2 separate regions of the Bombyx mori genome follow, and region 2 is linked to region 1. A link is a contact called in public Hi-C data. All regions are on one chromosome and are shown on one strand. Each heading gives the region's core, a stretch centred on a gene start, on an enhancer-like site or on the middle of the called end of the contact. The rest is flanking DNA. Distances are from core to core; before and after follow the strand shown. Region 1 overlaps LOC101743281. Region 2 holds the start of LOC101743281.

Region 1 (5,007 bases), core at 939-3,438:
AATCGTAGACGCCTCCAAACGAATTAACTTTTCAATGGCAAGGTCGACATATCAATTTAGCCGGACATTTGTTTCTAAATTTATATATTGTACTTTTTGGCTCAAAAGCGAATCAGGAGATTTTTCTCACAAAAAATTTGACGTGGTTATGATTTTTTATTCAAATTCTAGAGACACATATTTCTGGATGCCAAAGGGGTCGCTCTTCAACCGTAACAACGAAAACATACGGTCTTTTCTCTGTCCCTACAACGACTTGGATTTTTTTTTTAAATATTCTCAGCTAGGGTACTGTTTTTCATAAACCGTCTTTACCAAAAGCATGACAAAACCGCTTCAAGTGCGGCACTTGAAGCCAGAGTTCTAATTCTATCCCGATTGCAACACTAATTGAATTTTCTCTGCAAGCTTTCATTTCACTGAGCGTAGTTACTTTTATTACTATATTTATAAAGTCTACCTTTTCTTGCGTTGGGCGCTCCATTCCGAGGACCACTCGAGTCAAATTGGCTACAAAGCTATTTGCGTACAGCCCTGTGCCGACACACCTTTTCCGCGACAGTTTTGTCTCGTTCTCGCATACATGTCAAGGTAGGGTTCAACATTCGAGGATTTGGTTCGCGCAGATAATAATACATCGGAATACCCAGCGTCTGTTTTACGTAAACAGAACGATCTCATTGAGTCAGACGTCTCGAGAATGTTAAAACATCATAAGCCGACGAGAGACTTTCTTTGCACCGGACAAACATTAATTGCTCACGTTTGCTAATGGCGTTCTTGTAGCAAGTTTTGTCTGAAAAATAAGATTCAATGAAGCAGCTATTGAAATACGGTCAATTCCCGCGAGTAGCTTCCGCGTGCGTTACTGCGCTTACGGCGTCTTTATGCGAGATCATTGCCAGATGCCGCCGATAGATCGCGACGGGGTCAACAGCCATTGCTCTTGTTTTACGCACTAAATGATTAAATCGGGTGAAATCGAACAAAAGCTATCATCAGTAAATATGACATCTTCACACCTAGCTTTAGTATATCCGTATAAATAAAATAAAATATAAAATTGTTCGCGATCATAGTATTTACGTCGGAATTATTACATTTCGATATGAACAAGTGCTCGTTACAGTATTATAATATACGAATAGTGAAAGGAATTATTTATTGGGCCTTGATAAAATATTTCGTAAACTCAGATAAGCTGTGCTTTGCCATACATATGGAGGCATCAAAAGACGATCTTACAAAATAATAGTATCTCCGACTATTAATCAGAAGATAGGTCACTATGCCTCACTAGCCTATCCGAACATTGTGATTCTATACGTGCTTTCCTGACCTAAATTTCCCAGCAAATTTTCCTAATTTCTATACTATACTGATAGATGTACCTACTGCGAGCCGGTATGCACGCATTATTTTCAGGATATACGCATCTAACACGTGTTTCCGACTACGTTCTACCATGTAAGAATAAATAACTCCGTGTTATAAATAAAAAATAAAATTATAAAGTTATGGGTGATATGTTGTGAGGCCGCGCGCAGTAATTATACACTGTCCAATCTATTCCTACCGCGAAGCTGACATGCGTTACGGTTCAAAAGATGGTACAGCCGTTATATAATTCAATTACGACTTACACTTCATAATGGGTGGCCGGCATTGACATAGCACTGGTATCAACATTATACCATGTGGCTAGTGCATTCGTGTCTATATAGAGCAATACGTTTTTAATAACAACAATTATCGACTATTCAATTGAAACATGAAATTTATTTAGGCACGTGAAAAAGCAAGGACGGTCTAGCAAATATAGTGTAGACCATCATTAAGTTGCTTTCGCTTTTTCAAAGAATAAAGGACTTCAAGTTCAAGTTAGGCATTCAAAGTATTTGGACCATACTTTGATCCGTTTTGAACTCTTTTTTTTACGACGAAACCAAAATGCTTTTTAAAGCCTAGTGAGTGGTCAGGTCAAGGATTTCTGTATCCCGATGTTGCGGAAAGTTTTCGGCCAGAAACATATAATTTGTACCCGAGTGAATAAATATCTTGTATGATGTATAGAGCCTTCGACTGTCAATTCACCTAATTTTATTGTCCTCAGGTGTTTGCGATGTGGTACACGTGGACGACGTTATTACTGGTGTCGTGCGCACTAGTGGAAGCGGCAGAAGTCGAGGTGACTACTACTGAGGCCGTGGTCCCGGCTGTGGTCACGACGACTAGGCCGCCACCGCGTACCCTCGACCGCCTCGCCGCTGAACTCGCATGGAAATCTTGGCTTCAGAGTCCTGAAAGCGGTAACCCAAATGCGCCGCGGAGGAGAATAACTACAAAATCTCTGTTCATAACTCCTCTCGTTTGTCCGAAAGGACAAAGACTGGATGGAAACGGTTGCGTTCAGGTAAATTCATAAATTAACAATCGCGAAATTATTTAATAGTGAAATAGAAAATCGTCATTTTCTTCGTCGTTTCTTTTCATAACTATTTTTTTATTGCGCGAATGAGTGAACGAGCTCATTGCTTACCTGGTGTAATGCCATGCCTTGTTCCGGTTTGTAGTCGTCGTGGCCTAACGGATAAGACGTCCAGTGCATTCGTGTTGAAGCGATGCACCGGTGTTCGAATCCCGCAGGCGGGTACCAATTTTTCTAATGAAATACGTACTCAACAAATGTTCACGATTGAGTTCCACGGTGAAGGAATAACATCGTGTAATAAAAATGAAACCCGCAAAATTATGATTTGCGTAATTACGCAAATCATAATTTTATTTTACAGTAATTACTGGTGGTAGAACCTCTTGTGAGTCCGCGCGGGTAGGTACCACCACCCTGCCTATTTCTGCCGTGAAGCAGTAATGCGTTTCGGTTTGGAGGGTGGGGCAGACGTTGTAACTATACTTGAGACCTTAGAACTTGTATCTCAAGGTGGGTGGCGCATTTACGTTGTGGATGTCTATGGGCTCCAGTAACCACTTAACCCCGGGTGGGCTGTGAGCTCGTCCACCAATCTAAGCAATTAAAAAAAAAAAGCATTGAGACAGCAATTATACAATACAATTAGGAGTTTCCCCAGAGACATTGCGACATTCACATAGCAATGTCTCTGGGGTTTCGTAACCACTTAACACCGAGTAGACCGTGAACGTGTCCGTGTCTAAGCGGACGTGTCTAAGCAATAAAAAAAACGCTACCGCTCATTCTATAATGAATCCCTTACCCGCCTTTTACGACATCCACGGGTAGAGATGAGATAGAGCTGAGATAATCTAGGCCGACACCATAAAGCCATGAGCGTGTTTAGTTAACTAATTATTCTTCTTGTTATTATTCCAGACGGTGACTGTTAATAAAGATGAACACGAACGCATCCTGCTAGAGGAATTGAACGCACAGTTCAAGCCAACTTTAAGCGGAGATGTTACTTACTATGACAACTATGACGAAAACGAACCTGGCCCATTACAGCTCTCTATTCCTATAGGATTGGATCCGCTGGCTGCACCTCTTCAAGGCCAAGGGCTATCGGATCAGGTTAGCAGCAATCAATATTTTCTATATCTTTATTAGAACTAGCTGACCCGGCAGACTTCGTAGTGCCTCAATCGAGAAATAAAAGACCTAAACTTTTGTATAAAATAAACTTAAAACAAACAAAAGGAATCCGTCCTACGGGGGACACATCAAAGGGAAAAACAAAATCTACCTTTTAAACCTTCTCTGGACTTCCACAAATAATTCAAGACCAAAATTAGCCAAATCGGTCCAGCCGTTCTCGAATTTTAGCGAGACTAACGAACAGCAGTTCATTTTTATATATATAGATTAATCATCGTTAAATTATTGTAAGATTGTATTGGATTCGAAACAGTTATATTCATATAACGAAGCAATAAAATTAGATAATTATCAACTAGAAAAAGTAAATTTTTGGGGGCTAATTTCGACCAATCATCATAAGGTTGACATGTCTGTCTTTAAACAAGATTTTAAAATAATTCATTTCGATAAGCAGTAATTTGCTTTATGTAGGTCGATAAATAGACTAAAGTTATGAAGGGAACCAACGCATCTGACAATTTTCACTAAGAATTTGATTTTCTAGACATTTTCATTTTTAACAAATAGATGTTTCCTTTTTAGGCTTCACAAGGCAGCCATGACAATATCAACAAGAAAGATGGGAATAAGCCAGTCTCAGACGCCAGCATTGAAGCTGAATTAGAACTTCTAAAACTACAACACCCGCATAACGACACTGGTCTGCCAGACGGTGCAGGTGTGTTGAATCATAACGTATTGACTAATTTCCACTTCGCGGAGAAACCCAAACGTGATAGCCCACTGAACGCTACCGAAATAGAAACTATCAATAATATGGCTGACCAAGGTCAAAAAGAAGTTGTATATGGACACGTTAACATTGATCCCATACTTTACGGAAACCAACAACAACTAACGGATAGTACTAGCAAGAAAAATGATATACCAAAAACAGACACTTTGGAAATCAATGCAAGTACAGAAAGTAATTTAGCTTCCAACACAAAAGAAGAACATAAGCAGACCGACGTTAAAGTAGCGTCACAAACACAGCAAGTTTTGTCTAAAAACGGAGAACAATCTAAACTTAACCCTGAAAACGACTATTCTGATATTGGTGAGGCTATAAAATTGATTAGTCGATACGCAGAAGTGACGACTGACGATAATTTTTCCAAAGATCAAAAGAATCAGCAATTCAAAGAGGAAGGTGTACTGGGAACACGTACTAAACTACAACATCGTCGTAACAGGCCACAGTCAGGAAGCGCTGAAATATCGTTTGGTCCATTATCAACAGACATAGCGCACAATATACCTGACCGCGAGAAGTTTGTTAATAAAGGTATTATATACCGCTACCCGTGGCCAAACCAACAGTTTCGCTCTCCTCCACCCGGTTACCCCTTCCAACAACTTCAGGATTATTGGCCGGGACAAAACAAACTTGG
Region 2 (5,007 bases), core at 904-3,403, 50 kb before region 1:
AAATAATAATGTGTTCTACAAAGTCGTATTACATTATTTTATTCTATCATCAATAGTTTTCGCAGGGCACGTGATGTAAAGAATATTTTAGGTAATTTTTTTACACCTTGGGTTACATTATTGGAGTTTTAATAAGGATCCTTAATTTTTTTTCAAAAAAGATTATAGCCTATGTGACTCGGGAATACACTTCCAAACAGTGAAAGAATTTTTCAAATCGGTTCAGTAGTTTCGGAGCCTATTCAATACAAACAAACAAACAAATATTTCCTCTTTATAATATTAGTATAGATTATATTCGAATTCCCGGAACCTCATCTCTATTACTAATGTCAAAATTTAACACTCTGAATATGTCTCTCTCCGGAATCGCTATATAAAGTGGCATTGCTAGGAAATCGAACTAATTAAACATTTTATAGTTTCATCCCAACAAATAAACAAAAAATTGCCGAAATGTACTGAAAAATTAAAAAGGTTTTTTTTTTCATTTAACATATTTATTTAATCAAAATATCTACCATTATTATTTGACAAAAACCTGAACTGGGGCAATTAAATTATCGAAATAGTTAAGTTACCTAAGAATTCAATTTGTAAAACTATGCGTAATAATTAGTAATTAATGATATACCTAGTCTTGCCATAAATACTGAGACAAAGGAAAAAAAAAACTATTGCCAATAACATTTATTACTTTTACAGTGTGTTAGTTTAATACATAAATATAAAACAATTTAAAGTATAAAAAGCTTATTCGAAGTGGTCTCCATTGGCTGCAATACAGTCCTTTAAACGTTGAGGCCAGTTATCAATAGAAGCACGCACTCTTTCCATGGGAAAAATTTTCACTGCCAATCGTACGGATTGTTTTAGGGACTCCAAATTATCATGGCGTTTAGAACAAGCCGTACTCTCTAAAACTGACCATAAATCATAATCCAGCGGATTAAGATCGGGACTAGATGACGGCCAGTCTTCAGCTTTAATGAAGTCCGAAACGTTCGTTTCCAACCAAGACTGCGTAGGCCGAGCTTTATGACCTGGCACCGAGTCTTACTGGAAGGACCATTCTTGATTATTGAACATGGTGTTGTTAAGGGACTTCACTACCTTCTCAAGAATGGTATCTTGATACACTTGTGCCAATGTTTTGATACCTTTTTCACAAAAGTATGGCTCAGTCACTCCTTCATAGCTAATACCCCACCAAACCATCATTGAAGTCGGATAGTGCCCACGTTGCACTCTGTCGACTAATTGGGAAGCTTCCTTAGAGCTTTGAGCATAAATACGGTCATTTTGTTCAATTGCTATTTTGGTCATGTTGCTCAATTGTAAAAAAAATCTCATCCGTAAAAAAAATTTTCTATGACCTCCCTTTGCGTACCGCTTCAGTAGTTGTTTCGATTTTACCACCCTATTCTCTTTTAAATTATCAGTTAAGATATTACCAGTACGTCTCTTATAGGCTGCAAGTCCTAAGTCATCTTTTAAAATACGCGACATGGTTCTAGGTGCTATCTTCATCTCCCGAGATAAAATCTTTTGCTTTCGGACAGGATTTCTTCGAATTCTTTCCCGCACTGCTTTGACCACCTTTTTCGTACGAATACTACGTGGACGGCCAGATCTTTTTCTGTCACAAACAGAGGAGGTCTCATTGTACCTATTAATAGCCCGGTACACAAACATTTTACTAATACCAAGCGTATGGAACGTTTTAAAAATTGCATTTGGCTCCATACCTTCTTTGTGTAATGCAATCACAGCGATTCGGTTCCCTTTATCACCCCACTCCATTTTAATATCGCAAAATATTGTACAATGTATTGGCGCCAAAATGAGAAAACTCAATGAGCAATCATATAAAAATGACAGATTCCAAATTCAAATGTATGTAATATTTTGTTTATTTTTAATTGTAACAGTATTTGTGGCCAGACTAAGTATCAGCGATTTGTTATGTTTGTAAGTTACATTTATTCATTCTATTTATGTCAAATACATGAAGAGGCAAACACGCAAAATGTTAATGCGACAGCCGCCTGTAGCTATGCTGATGGTGGACCAGGATTTGTGGGCACCGGATGCGAGAGATCTTCGATTATATGTATATTAAGTACGAATGCAGTCAATTTTCTTTTGCGATGCGTCCGTCGCGCGGCGTACGGAAACAGCGCGTCGCCGCGTCGGAGCGCAGCTCGTTCTTAACCCGAGACTCCGAGCATTCGCCTCGAAACCGTCAGACGTTTCGAACGTGACCCGCGCTCTCTCCCCGATGCTAAACTTTACACGTTCGTCACATTATTCATAATAATAAAACGTGAATTAAACGTGGTGTTTTTTAATTCGCAACCCGTGTACGTTAACCGATAAACGTTCGGTTTCGCACTGTACAGTTTTGGTTTTATTGTGTTTGTTTAGTTTTTTTTTTGTTTTTGTGACCCGCACATTGGAGGTGATTGGTTTATTTTCAATACGGCCGTCTGTTTACGGTGAGTACGAGTTGAATTTTAATTTTATTTTTATATGTATGGGATTTTCGTCCAGCTGATTTATGCGATGAGAGGAGATCGCGAATCGCATTTTGTATGGCGAAGGTCGCGTTGTTCGGTGCAATCGGTACAGTTTCTATGTCACATCGTATTAGGTCACAGAGGCTCGGTTATCGCCCATTGTTATTTACCTTCATTTGTAAATTAGTCGACACTAATTAATTTTCTAGAGTCGTTTTCACTAAATATTAACCATTGTACAAAAATCCGATTCAAGCATTTGTGATTCATTAATTTCACTAATTAACATTAATTATAAAGTACATAGTAAATACATACTATTAACAAAATACAATTAATGTTTTAATGAACCAAAAAAACTTATAAATTTATTTAATTACGTGACCTATTTATTCTACCAATGATTCTAATAAAATTTGATCAGAAAATCTTTAATGTCCAACAATTGACTACGGAACTTTCATGCTCTAATAAGAAATAAACATATTTTTTTTACTTTAAAGTATAAATTACTTAAGTTCCCATAACAGAATCAATTAACAGTAAACTATTTTGTTTGGATTTAATGCCATAGTATAAGGTGTCTTTTCACGGCTTGCGTTGAAGTCTTTTATAGGCGTCGTAAAGTAGAGTACACACGATTAAAACCTACACAAGCTTCACGCCATATACTTAAAATTATCCTAAGTAACTTTAAAATATAAATTTGTGTCAGTAAGTATCTTCGTATGTGATACCAACGCATGAACTGTTAATACATACTTTTACTGTAAGCAGTACTTTGACTAAATAAATGAATTTTCAAAATTAGAATAACATATCCTATCCTATAATCTATGAAAACTTAATCACAAATATGAAATTACAAATATGTAAGGTAAAATAAAATTTGCATGGACTTAACATTAAAAGTCATATCAAACAATTCAGCAACTTTAAAACCAAGAAATACTTGATGTTCATAATCTATCGATTGTCCTGTGATATTTTAATGTAATGTAACATTCTCCGATGTGAACATTCGCATGGTCAAAACATAATTAGTCTGCTATGAGTCGGTTAGACTCGAGTCGATCGCAATTGTAGATTTTAACAGAGGCCGCGACATATGTATGTTCAATGTGAACAGACACGTATGTATTGACCAACATAAAGTCTACAGATCTCTAAACAATTCCTAGATCCTGACGGATCAACAAAGGGTAGCCGATTATTTTCTATTAAAAACTAGCTGACCCGGCAGACTTCGTAGTGCCTCAATCTATAAATAAAAGACACATCAAGGGGACACATCAAAGGAAAAACAAAATTGTTTGTTTTTATATAATTCCGAGCTTTTTTTATATTTTCTCACCTTTTAAACCTTTTCTGGACTTCCACGAATAATTCAAGACCAAAATTAGCCAAATCGGTCCGGCCGTTCTCGAGTTTTAGCGAGACTAACGAACAGCAATTCATTTTTATATATAGAGATTAGAGAAAAGTTAGGAAACGGTTATAGGTTTATTCAATTTCCTCACTACACTCCTTCCCCTGTGATGTTACAACCAAATAACCTTCATTATTCAAATTCAAATTCAAAATCGTTCGTTAAAAAATCCTGGATGACCAAAACTATTAAATTCTCATGTTAGTAAGTAACCTATTTTCAATTAATCATTATCAATAATAACTCATCAAACAATACATTAAATAAAACACGTTGTACAAATCAAGTATAATGATCACATGTCGCTCTAATCACATTTGCGAACAGATTGCCACGAAAACACGCACAAAAATCTATATCAATTTTATCGTATTTGGGTTTTTTTTAGCAAAACAAAGTATTTACATTATATTTCTCGCTTAATGTGCGAAAAAAAATTGTTAACATCAATATTGCGACTTAAATACAACTAGTCGCTTTGATATCGAAAACTCTCGGATTCAAATTCATAAACGATAAATACATTTAAACTAATTCAAATAACGGACTTAATACATAATATTTGTGTTGTAAACAAGACCGTGTTGAATCACAATTAAGGTAAATATTTATTCGCCTACGTTATCTTCACATATCTTGTAGTCTAACTCATTAAACCCTGGCCCTTAGAACTTACTTACGTGCAATTAATTGGACAGTAATATTCCATCTATTAATTTTAATAACATAATGTACAAGAAATGATTTCAATTTTAAGATTTAGTTTTATTTCAATAAAAGAAGTGGCTACATTTTCTACAATACTAATCGATCTATTCGATACCTTTATTATTACTAGAGGTCTCGCAGTAGTCGAAATTCGACTATAATTAATTGGAATTTTAAGTTTGTACACTATTATGATTGTATTTTATACTTCTATAATCACAAATTTCGTCTTCCATGACTACACTATACAAAATATTAACAAAGACAAACAATATTTAGTCTATTCTCAATTTGACAACAGACGTCAAGAACAAAATACTTCAGTGAAGTTTGACAATAAATAGTATGCAT

The links. A called contact is a pair of places that touch in the nucleus more often than the background predicts.
Region 2: a Hi-C map of whole pupa shows a contact between it and region 1, with 2.5 times the contacts expected there. The contact joins the promoter of LOC101743281 here to the enhancer-like site in region 1. A contact is called at or near these places in 2 of 7 Hi-C or Micro-C datasets (both in whole pupa).

What each region holds. Positions count from the first base shown.
Region 1 is chr17:10,777,097-10,782,103 of ASM3026992v2, reverse strand. LOC101743281 reads left to right here. Exons shown (of 5, transcript XM_062673395.1): 3 at 2,114-2,413; 4 at 3,350-3,547; 5 at 4,157-5,007. The coding sequence starts at 2,123. Among protein-coding and RNA genes, the nearest start is that of LOC101743050, 7.4 kb to the right of the region's middle. Within about 2 kb of position 2,188, at least 3 of the 8 cell types and tissues checked have open chromatin away from gene starts, as enhancers often do.
Region 2 is chr17:10,826,957-10,831,963 of ASM3026992v2, reverse strand. LOC101743281 reads left to right here and starts at 2,153. Exons shown (of 5, transcript XM_062673395.1): 1 at 2,153-2,498.